Linked DNA regions of Mus musculus: region 1 is linked to region 2. Evidence: chromatin contacts called from public HiChIP or PLAC-seq data. All regions are on one chromosome and are shown on one strand. The core of a region is the stretch at or near the end of the contact, and the rest is flanking DNA. Distances in the headings are between cores, read along the strand shown. Region 1 overlaps Btbd11 (BTB (POZ) domain containing 11). Region 2 has its middle 31 kb from the start of Cry1.

Region 1 (5,297 bases), core at 1,160-3,659, 390 kb before region 2:
CTCACTAAGACAGGAACTAACATTATATAAGCTCTTTTGCCTGCTATCAAACTTTACACAAACATTAGCATTCTGCATCGATCCCTCTCCAACTTGCTTTTTTGTTGTTGTGTATAATATTCATTAGTTAAGCCATGCAATCACCACGTAAATTTAGTTCATTTATTTCCATTGCTACTTTGTTTTTTCATTAAATGAACATACCATAATTTATTTATCCATTTGCCTGGAGACAGACAACTTGTTCCCCCACCCTCTCTTGCTCTCTTGTTTTATAAATACTGCAGCTATGAACATCCTTGTTCATGTCTCCTTATTTCCACATGGAAGCATTTCCCTAGTGTATAGATGTAACACCTGAATTATGTGTTTACAAGATTACTGAAAGTAGATGCAGGGTCCCATCTAGTGGTATCTAAGAGTCCCCCCTTCTCTATATCTTTATTCAAATCAGATAGCACAATACCAGGCTTTTAAAGAACTTAGTGTGTTGGCTCCGTCGCTTAGCTGGTTAAAGCGCCTGTCTAGTAAAGAACTTAGTGTGTGCATGTGTGTGGAGGTCAGAGGATGATGTTCAGGAGCTGGGCCTACAACCTATCTGGTGGAGCCTGGGTCATTCTTGTTTCTTCCACTTCACTCTAGACTAGCTGGGAGATGCTCCTGTCTCTACTTTGTCCTATCTCAAACAAGGAGTGTTGGGATTATAGATGTGTACTGCTACATTCAGCTTTGACAAGGGTTCTGGGGACTTGGGTTGTCAGGCCTGCAAAGCGAGCCTTTTCGCTCAGGCAGTTAATGTTTGTTTCTGCATTTGAAAGGTATTACATGCTCGCCCAAGTATGGTTTTGAATTCTATTTCCAGGATTATTCATGAGGGTGCGCATATCTCATGTGTTTCTCCTCCACTTGGATAAGAGTGCTAAGTCTTTGTGGGGAGCTCCAGCATTGACCAAAGCTGAGAAGTACAGCGTCTGAATTCCTAAGAGAAATGAGTCTGGTGGCTGAGCTTTTTGCCAAGAGCCACGGAGCTATTAGAAAATGCTCTGATTGGACTTGCCAGTCTAGGAGAGGGAACACAGCCTCTGGAGTCACGTGGACCTGGTTCCGATCCCACAAGGGTTACAGTGTCAGGCAAGTTTTGCAACTTGCTGTAGCTTGGGCTTCCTCTGGTGTGAAGAACCAGGCTACTCAAAGGACTAGGGAATGAAGAAAGTATGAAGAACATCTTTGACCAGGTCTTCTCCACAAAGGCTATCAACAGCTTTCTTAGAAATCAAAGACAGACATTCGGGGGAATAGCTCATTTAAAAAGGTCCTCGCCGTACAAACACGGGGACCTCAGTTGAATCCTCAACACCCATGTACTGAGCAATGAGTGCCTGTAATCTCACCATTAGGAGGTAAAGACAAATGTGTTCCTGGTACTTGCTTCCAAACCTAGCCAAGTCAGTGGGCTCCAGGTACAATGAGAGTCTCTCTCTCTCTCTCTCTCTCTCTCTCTCTCTCTCTCTCAAAAAGAGCAGCAGAATGGTGGAGGAAGGGCACCCATTGTCAATCTCCACATACAAGCACACACATGTACATTGTATATCCCCATACAATCCATTCACACAAACATATAGACCACATGCACTTATTTACCATACACCCATGGAGGGGGAGGGTGCAGGAAGGGGAAGGGGGAATCCCAAAAGAGGTTATGAGTTGTGGTTACTCTTATTTTCTTTGTTGACTATGTGCCTCAGTTTCTCTCCTAGGGAATGCCAATCTCACTTTCCTTGACTAATGGAGAAGACACTGGGGCTCACCCAGGCGGTTCACACATTCTATTCAGTGATTTAATGAGCTGATGAGAAGATAGTAGACCTTGTGCCCAGTACAAGGTCCCAGTACCTATGAGCAGGTACCCACAATTCCCGTGCAGAGTGGACTGGCTCCTTACTGTTGCTGGAAGCCCCTGTGTCCTGGATTGTGCTCTGAGCTCTCTGCAAGAAATTCATGCCTAGGGGCAGATACGGATCCTGTAGAACTAATTCCGTCAACTAGAGTTTAGACTGGGAGGTTTGCTGGCACGTGAGCAAATCTGTGGGTTGTGCAGAAATCTAACAGAACTAAGGGTAGACCAAAATTTATTTTTTAAAAAAAATGAACAAATTGCTGCTTCTCAAGAAGCCAAATCCTATATTGAAAACTAGTCACCCTCCTAACCGACAGCCCGGATCTGGAGCCCTAGTCCGGGAACAGGCACCAAATGCCACTCCAGATGCAGATCTTCCACTCTTCCTCTGCTGTGAGCACCAAATGTGTTTCCACTCTGCTTTTAACACTTTGGATGCTCAGGCCACGTTCCAAGTGTTGGCAAACTGTCTGCCGTCTGCAGTCTGGCTTCCGCCCACACCCGGCTGCTCAAAGTGTCACTGCAGGGGCCACTAATGACTTCCCACTGCCAAGCCTCGATGGCCGCTTTCAGTCTGCATGGCCTATGATGGCATGGCAACCTCAAGTCCTGGAGACCCGGCCACCACATGCTTCTCTGACCTGGGCCACTCTTTCTCATCTCTCGGGGCCTTTTTTTTTTTTTTTTTAAAGTCCTTGAAGCATTCTCTTCCACAAGCAGTCAGCATGCATCTTGTTAGGGTCTCCCCAAACTCTTTCATTGAGAGAACTCTGTTGACTGTCCTCCTCCTTCCCTTTCTTCCTATTCCTCATTGTCCTTCTTGAGACAGGGTCTCATGCAGCACAGAGTGGTCTCAAACTCAACATGTAGCCGAGTATGATCCAAACACCTGACTCTCCTGTCTCCACCTGCTGAGTGCATGGGTCATAGGTGTGTACCACCAGGCCCAGTTTATGAAGTGCCAGAGATCAGGCTTTGTGCATGCAAAGCAGGCAGTATTCACTTACCTGCTACACCCCAGCCCTTCACCTGACGTCTTACCTGCATACAAATGTTGTTTCATGCTTTTGCGTTTGAATTGGCTTGGAAGTCTAGTCTGTTTACATGTAGTATGATAAGTGTATCTTCTCCACAACCCTTTGCATCCTTCATTCATTCAACAAATACTCACTGGACACTGACTACATGTAGACCTACGACCAAGAAAATATATTTCTGTCTTAGCCCTAAAATGAGAAGAAAACCAACAGTCTGAGCTGAAAGTCCATGGGAGTAACTTACACTTCCTTCCAGAATAATCCCTGCCTCTTAGTTGTCCCCCTAGCTTCTGCTCTCTTGGAACAAAACGCAGGCAAACAGAAACCACGTTTTCTCCCCATACATCTTGTCCCTTCCTGCTCTCTCTTCTCAGTGACCCCATCTATGAATGCCTGACTGCTGTGGACATTGTATCAGACTCCAGGCTCATACTTCATAGGAAACACAAAACCCGAGTCAGGCTCAGGAGCCTTGTAATTCAAGGTGTAGGCATAGTGGCTCTCAACCTAGTCATCCCTGGCTGATTTTCTTCCCAAATCCTGCAGACAGGCTCACCAGTAGTAGTAGGAGGAGGCTTCAAATACACTAGACCTTAGTCTGGGCCACCAATAATTTCCCCAATGGTATCATACCACATGTACTGTGTTTATTATTACCAACATCTTTCCTGATAGTAAGAGAGTTACTTTATAGATATAGAAACTAAAGCCCAGAGCTAGTGAGCAACTGGCCTAAGGTCATACAGAGAGAAAGTGGCCTGCGTAGGCTTTGAATCCTGGCAATGCAACTGCAAGGTCCAAGTTCCAACTCACTCTATTCTGCTTTCTCTAAGGAGAGGCTGGGTCAGAACTCCCAGTCCCTGGCAACCTCACTCTGATGGACAGACCTGTGAGGACCCTCATTTGGATGGATAAACAACACTTTCAACAACAAACCCAGGGCCATCTTACCCAAGACCGCCTTTCTCATACTGGCACATGCCATCTTTGAGTAGACCATCTCAGTTGCGCGCGCGCGCACACACACACACACACACACACACACACACACACACACACAGGAAACCCCAGAGTCAGTTTTAACACAAAAATGTGGTGAGGAGAATAAATAACACTCCGTTTACTATGAAATCCAACAGCCAAGTCTGCTCCCTGTTGTGTAGACTTGCATCACCAGGAAGAGCTGCGCTCACTGGGGTGGAGCCTAATCCAACAAGGCTGTGATGGAAATGGGGACAGAGATGCAAGACGGTGGCCTGGTGAAAACAGAAGTCCAGACTGGAGCAACATTGTCCTAAACCACGTGCCTGGAGTCAGCAGAGGCTGGGGCATGGGGAGGGTCCACTCTTGGAGACTTTGTCAGCATATGTACTCTGACACCTTGGTCTTGGACGTGAGGTCTTCATTGCTGTGAGGTGAAAAACGTCCGTTCCAGTAGCTCAGACAGAGATAGGCTGTCACCTTAGCCCCAGCAAACAGACAGACACAGCTGCTGCAAATTCCCTTCCTGGAAGACACCTTTAGCTGTTTCTTTCGCTCCATTCAGAGAAAGTTTGGGCAAGTGTAGCAAAGACGTGTATGCATATTTCATACAAGGGTGACATCTCCCATACCGCTCCGCTCTGCAAGGCTTGTCTAGCTTGAAACTACCTCAGGGCTCATTACTATTTTTTTTAATATTTATTTTTATTTCATATGTACAACTGTTGGCCTGCCGTGTGTACATGCACCATGTACACAAAGTACCCTTGGAGGTGAGAATTGGGTGTCAGATCCCCTGGAACTGGAGTTACAGATGGTTGTGAGTCATTAACTGCTGGGAGCAAGACACTGGTCCTCTGTAAGAGCAATCAGTGCTCTTAACTGCTGACTTATCAGTCTAGGCCCAGTGCCATTACTATTATTATTATTATTATTATTATAATATTTATTTATTTATTTATTGTATGTGAGTGCATGGTTGCTGTCTTCATACACACCAGAAGAGGGCATCAATCCCATTACAGGTGGTTGTGAGCCACCATGTGGTTGCTGGCCATTGAACTCAGGATCTCTAGAAGCACAGTCAGTGCTCTTAACCACTGAGTCATCTCACCGGCCTAGGACCATTATTTTTATTTATGTAGCCTTGAGTCGTTTTGAGATGCTGTTCTGAGGCTCTTGCTGTATTCACACTGTTGTGCAGCTGTCACTGCTGAGTTGGCATTTCCGTCACTTCGAAGAGACACGGTGACCAGGGCAACAGTTAATTGGAGCTGGCTTACAGGTTCAGAGGTTCAGTCCATTATCATCATGGTAGGGAAACAAGGCAGCTTCCAGGAAGACATGATGCAGGTGGACCCAAGAGTTTGGCATCTTGATCT
Region 2 (5,367 bases), core at 1,445-3,944:
CGTAGTTCTTCCTGGCCAGTCGAGCGCGCGCAAGACTCTCGAACTGCTAAAAATGACACGTAGGGAAGTGACCTTGTAATGAAGTCAGAACAGCAATGAGAGGTCAACCTAGAACGGAAGTGACTTCTAGAAAGGAGACTTATGACTTGTTTGATGGCAATAGCTTTTATTGACTCCTTGGCTTCGTTGATGGGGGATAGGTACATCACCAAGAACTGCACAGTAGAAATTTGTTTTCCAGAAACGTTAGCGTAGTCTCACTAACAAGTAAATGTGAGGGCCTGTCCCTTTAAGAACATTATAAAGCCCAGCTGTAGACATCATATATTAACCCTTCACAAGTGAAGTATTACGAGACAGGAATTTCCAATGGAATCTAATTATGCCTTTCCCACTTAACCTGCCCGACTGGCAGTGTCCAGGAGAATTGCTTAGGCCTGAGAAGGACTCTCCAGGTTCTTTGGTGAATCAGCAGCACACACTTTCAAACAAAACTAAAGTTGCACATAGGGAAAGTCCAACAGCAATGACAAAGGCTTCCCTTAATCCAAGAACCCAAAGCAAACCATGAGTCCGGTTTTACAGTCATTTTGTGTGAATTTGTATACAGACATGAATAAAAATGGGATAGACTCCAATTTTTTTAGTGGCTAGAAGAAAGCTCTGGAAAACTTTGGAAATCAAAGAGTTCTGAGACTCAAATAAAGGGTTAAGCTAGAAGATAGAAGCTCACTGAACTCAAGACTCAGACGAGTGTTTGACTGTGTTGGCTGTTGAGAAATGCTACCTGACGAGGGGGTGTGAGGTACTGAAGAGGGAAAAGGCCTCAGAAGCAAGATCATCATGATGGCTTCCCCTCGCTTTTCCAAGAGCAGGGCACCAACTCTGACCTACCGTATCTGGAAGCATAAGACCCTCGACCCAGCAGGACCAAGCCCTGTGCAGAGGATGAAAAACACAGAGAGCAGAAGATGCTGCTGAACCCACAGGCCTTGTTAGTTTCTACCACAGTCTTAAACACGGGAGCACAGCTTGCTCCGCCCACATTTTTACATCAACACTCTATACTTCACTGAGTCAAAGCATAAAAATAGTCTTTTTTTGCTGGGCATTTGTATTCATTACTCTTTTTTTTTTAAGTATTATTTTATGAGTATGGGTGTTTTGACTAAGTAGGTCTTTTCAGTGCATGCCTGCCTAAGAAGGCCAGAAGAGGATGTCAGAGCCCCCTGGAACTGGAGCATTAGGGATGGTTGTGAGCTACCATGTGCTAGGAATCAAACCCTGATCCTCTCAAAGAGTAGCAAGTGTTTTTATCCACTGAGCCATCTCTCCAGTCCTGAGTATTCATTTCTGAAGGTTCTTGTGTCATGTCCGACTATAACTAAATGAATTAATTACACTTCATTTTTATTAACCTGTCTTCTGTTATAAATATACAGGCCATGACCTTCATAAGAAGTGGAGTGGGTGACACCGTTCCACCCCTACACTCCATTCTAGAGTATTCTTTCAGGAAATAAAAACCATTTGTAACGACAAGGCGTTGTCTTCTCCTCTGACCCCAACCTTTTTATCAGGTCTATCCCATTCCTTCTCGTGGGGGAGGGGGCCTTCCTTTGCTTTTCTTTCTGTCCCTTTTATTTCCTTCTAATATCTAAGCAGCCTGAGACCACTTAATTATGTCCTGTGCCTTTCTTTTAGCGCTCCCATTATTGGAAAGAGACTTCAAAGCATCCCCAACATGTAGCCATTAAGATTCTCATTAAACAGCCAAGGGAAGTTAGTGGCTGAGAATATTATGGAGACTTGAGACCGAAAGGATTATATTGTCCAGTGAGAATAAAAGATTGCAATTAAAACTGATTGGATATGAAAATATAATACACAGCAAAGATCTTCTGTTCCAATAACATTAAAATGAGACACCCCACCACACACACACACACTTGCTCTCTCACGGTTAAAGGATGCAGCTTCTATTGGGTTGGTTTTATAATCTATGAGAACTCATGGAATTAGAAAAACATGTTTCATTATATGAAATATATTATTTATCACCTATTACTGGCATGTGAAACTTGACCAGATATTTTACGTACCTGCTAAACAAAACACATAACCATCAAAGCCAAAGGGAGTTGGTGCTTCAAAAAGAAAACCTGGAGGCCTCGGCTTTGGCTTGGTATTTAAGAACCCTTGCTCCTGTAGAATCCAGTGTTCAGTTCTCAGCACTCACATAGTGGCTCACAACAATCCAACTCTAGTCTCAGGAGATATGAGTGGCTTCCTCTAACCTCTTTGGGTACCAGACACACACACATGGTAAGTACAGACAGACAGACAGACAGGTAGAACATTCACACACATAAAAATAAAATAATAAATCATTTTAATATTTTTTAAAAAATGAAATCTAGAAGTCTGGAATTCATCGTATTAGCAAAATTCTAATTCATAGGCAGAAGATCTTTGAATTCGAAAAAGAACTAAGAGGCAAGTAGTATTACTGATTATTCCAGTAAATAGCAATAAAGTTCAGCACACACTGAGTGCCTGTGATAGACAGATGCTAACAGGAACTAACTCCTTTGATCCTGACAAAAGTCCCCTTGGTCCGGTACTGATCCCCTCCCCCCCCCCTGAGCAGGTGGGGAAACTGGAAAGCAGCTGGTAGGTAGTTGACTGAGTTAGGATCTCAGTCTAGGAAGCCGAGCTCGGAGCCTCGGTGAACAATGGGCTCTCTCCTCTTGTTCTCTCGTGAAGTAAACAAAGACTGCCTTGGGTTCTTAGTTCAGATAACTCAGATATCTTTCAGAATTTACCAGAAATACTTCCCTCCAGACCTCCCCTGGTTCCTTAGACCACATGTACCCCATTTCTTTTATTTGCCTGCCTAGCGTCACAGACGCTAACCAGCATTGCCCACGCAAGTGTTGGAAGTTATTCCCTGAACACACTGCCTTCTTCACTGTAATTCTCCAAGACAGAAGAGTCTGTCGTTATTTTTTTCTCATCTCTGTTCTCTTAGGTCCAGGCTCAGAGGAGGTCCAGGATCAGTCTTCATTACATGGATAAATAAACACATATCTGTCCTTGCTCATAGGAGACGATGCAGAACAAGCATTATATGGAATAAAACATTCCACATTGGAAAAAACAGCATGCTGGGAAAACAGTTTACAAGCATCCCAACAGGGTCACCACAGATCAGCCATGACATCTGCTGGTGGTTTTGTATATCAAGAAAAAGCTAGTTTGCAAAGAGGAAACCCTTGCCGTGGCTGGCTGGCGCACTGCTGGCACCTTCTCTGTCACATAGGCTGTTCACATTTATTAGGCGCTGAGAGGGGTATAGTTCCAAACCATACCAGCCTCACTGGCTCTGGCTGCAAAGCCTTGAATGACAAAGATGATCCAGAGTTTTTGTTACCGGTTATAATTTTCAAAACAAAACAAAACAAAAAAACAAAAGACAAAACAAAACAAAAAAAAACCAAGCGGTCCCCAAAGATCTGATTTATTATAAAGAGACAGCATCTTCACTTTATTGTAGGTGTCTTAGTCAGGGTTTTACTGCTGTGAACAGACACCATGACCAAGGCAACTCTTCTAAGGGCAACATTTAATTGGGGCTGGCTTACAGGTTCAGAGACTCAGTCCATTATCATCAAGCAGGGAGTATGGCAGCATCCAGGCAGGCATGGTGCAGGAGGAGCTGAAGGTTCTACATCTTCATCTAAAGGCTGCTAGCAGAAGACTGACTTCCAAGTAGCTAGGATGAAGGTCTTAAAGCCCACAACCCACAGTGACACACCTACTCCAACAGGTCCACACCTTCTAATAGTGCTACTCCCTGGGCCGAGCATACATAAACCACCACAGTGGTCTTCTAATGAGAAGAGCTTAGCTTAGATACTTGGACTATTTTCATTCTATTTGGAATCCTGGATCAGATGCCGGCGCTTAGCCTGTTTATTCATTTAACACATTTTACCTCCCAAAGTCTTGTCAATGGGACACAAGAGTAAACAAACCAGAAGCAACCTGGATATACTGCAGGCTGATTATATCATAGTAGGAAATAGGCTGTGTTAAAGGGCAAGTACAAAAACAGCAGGGACCTGCAGTTTGTATGTGAACTTCAGGGGGGTGGGTCTTCTTTTAACTTTCTATTGGTTTTGTGTGTGTGTGTGTGTGTGTGTGTGTGTGTGTGTGAATTTGACATCATGTACCCCAATTCCACTCACCTTCTCCCCTCTCACCCACCCTCCACCCTTACAACTTCCCCCCACCCCACCCAACAGAGAAAAAGCTCTCATTGTGGAAGCTGTAGGGTGTCACAGTGTGTCCCACAGTATACCCTTTTGTCCACACTTCTTTGCTTGCATATGTTCATTGCAACGAATCACTGGTCTGGTACGAAGCCACTGGCTTCTGTTATACCATCAATACTGGATTCTCACTGGGATTCCTCTTGGATATACTGTGTAAGGGTCCATGATTCACCGAAGAATGACATCGTGGACTCAAATAGTATGTAAATGCAGTGTGTTTTATTCTGCAGAAGTCCAGACCCCAAGTGAGCTTGCAGGCCTGATTTAAAGCACATTAGGGAATTCTGGGGTAGGTGACCTCTATGTTAATGTGTTGGGTCCAAGTCTACAGACATTCCATTACCACGGTGTGGGGGCTATAAACTTACTGGGGAGGTCTGGGAACTGTCACTGAGAAAGTAACTGTGGAAGTCTGGAAACTGCTGCTGACCCACTGTCCTTGCTTCAGGCTAGGTGGCTGGGTCATTCCATTACCGGGGAGTGAAGGCTGGAGCCTGGGGGGTTTTCTATTAGCAATTGACTTGCCCAGTTTTTAGGCCTAGTCTCCTTAACTGCCAATTTGAAGTCTGTCATGGAATCAGCCTGGCCTTCTCACTGTCATTGCCCTGTGTCTCACAGATCCTGTAGTTTTGAATCTGCAGGACTCTTCATGAATCCAACAATTCATCAGTGGGGTAGATGTTGGGGTGGGCTAGTCCAAAGACCTGGATGTGGCCCCAAGAGGTATCTGAGCTACTCAGCCTGCTCTCACACCTTAAGGGCCCCCCCTCACCAGCACCCCCCTGCAACCAGGACCAGCTTCACCCTGCTGCCCAGAAGACATGCAGGTTCTACTCTCTTGAGTGTTGCAGCCAGAGATGGGCAGGGCCAGTTCTCCCACTCTCAGGACTGGGTGTGGGGGCATCTCTTCCACCTGCCATTGATGGTGATGGACAAGGAAGAGGAGCAGAGCATCTCTCCCTCATCAGCACCACCACTCAGCAGAGAAGAGGCAGGACCAACCTCCCTGCATGCATGCCTTCAGGACTGG

The links. HiChIP or PLAC-seq counts read pairs in DNA pulled down with a chosen protein or histone mark.
Region 1: an H3K27ac HiChIP or PLAC-seq map of VIP interneurons shows a contact between it and region 2, with 14 times the contacts expected there. The contact joins two enhancer-like sites. A contact is called at or near these places in 5 of 484 Hi-C or Micro-C datasets (bone marrow-derived macrophages, embryonic cerebral cortex, embryonic fibroblasts and 2 more), 14 of 115 datasets of contacts at active chromatin or transcription factors (SST interneurons, VIP interneurons, craniofacial prominence and 10 more) and 4 of 9 other capture datasets (adipose tissue, embryonic stem cells, macrophages and 1 more).

Annotation. Positions count from the first base shown.
Region 1 is chr10:85,605,808-85,611,104 of GRCm38.p6, reverse strand. The region is part of intron 4 of Btbd11 (BTB (POZ) domain containing 11); the gene reads right to left. Among named protein-coding and RNA genes, the nearest start is that of Gm40731, 18 kb to the right of the region's middle. Within about 2 kb of position 2,409, at least 15 of the 459 cell types and tissues checked have an H3K27ac peak or open chromatin away from gene starts, as enhancers often do. A contact at or near this core is called in VIP interneurons, where this site is marked.
Region 2 is chr10:85,212,933-85,218,299 of GRCm38.p6, reverse strand. No RefSeq gene overlaps it. Among named protein-coding and RNA genes, the nearest start is that of Cry1, 31 kb to the right of the region's middle. Within about 2 kb of position 2,694, at least 5 of the 459 cell types and tissues checked have an H3K27ac peak or open chromatin away from gene starts, as enhancers often do. A contact at or near this core is called in VIP interneurons, where this site is marked.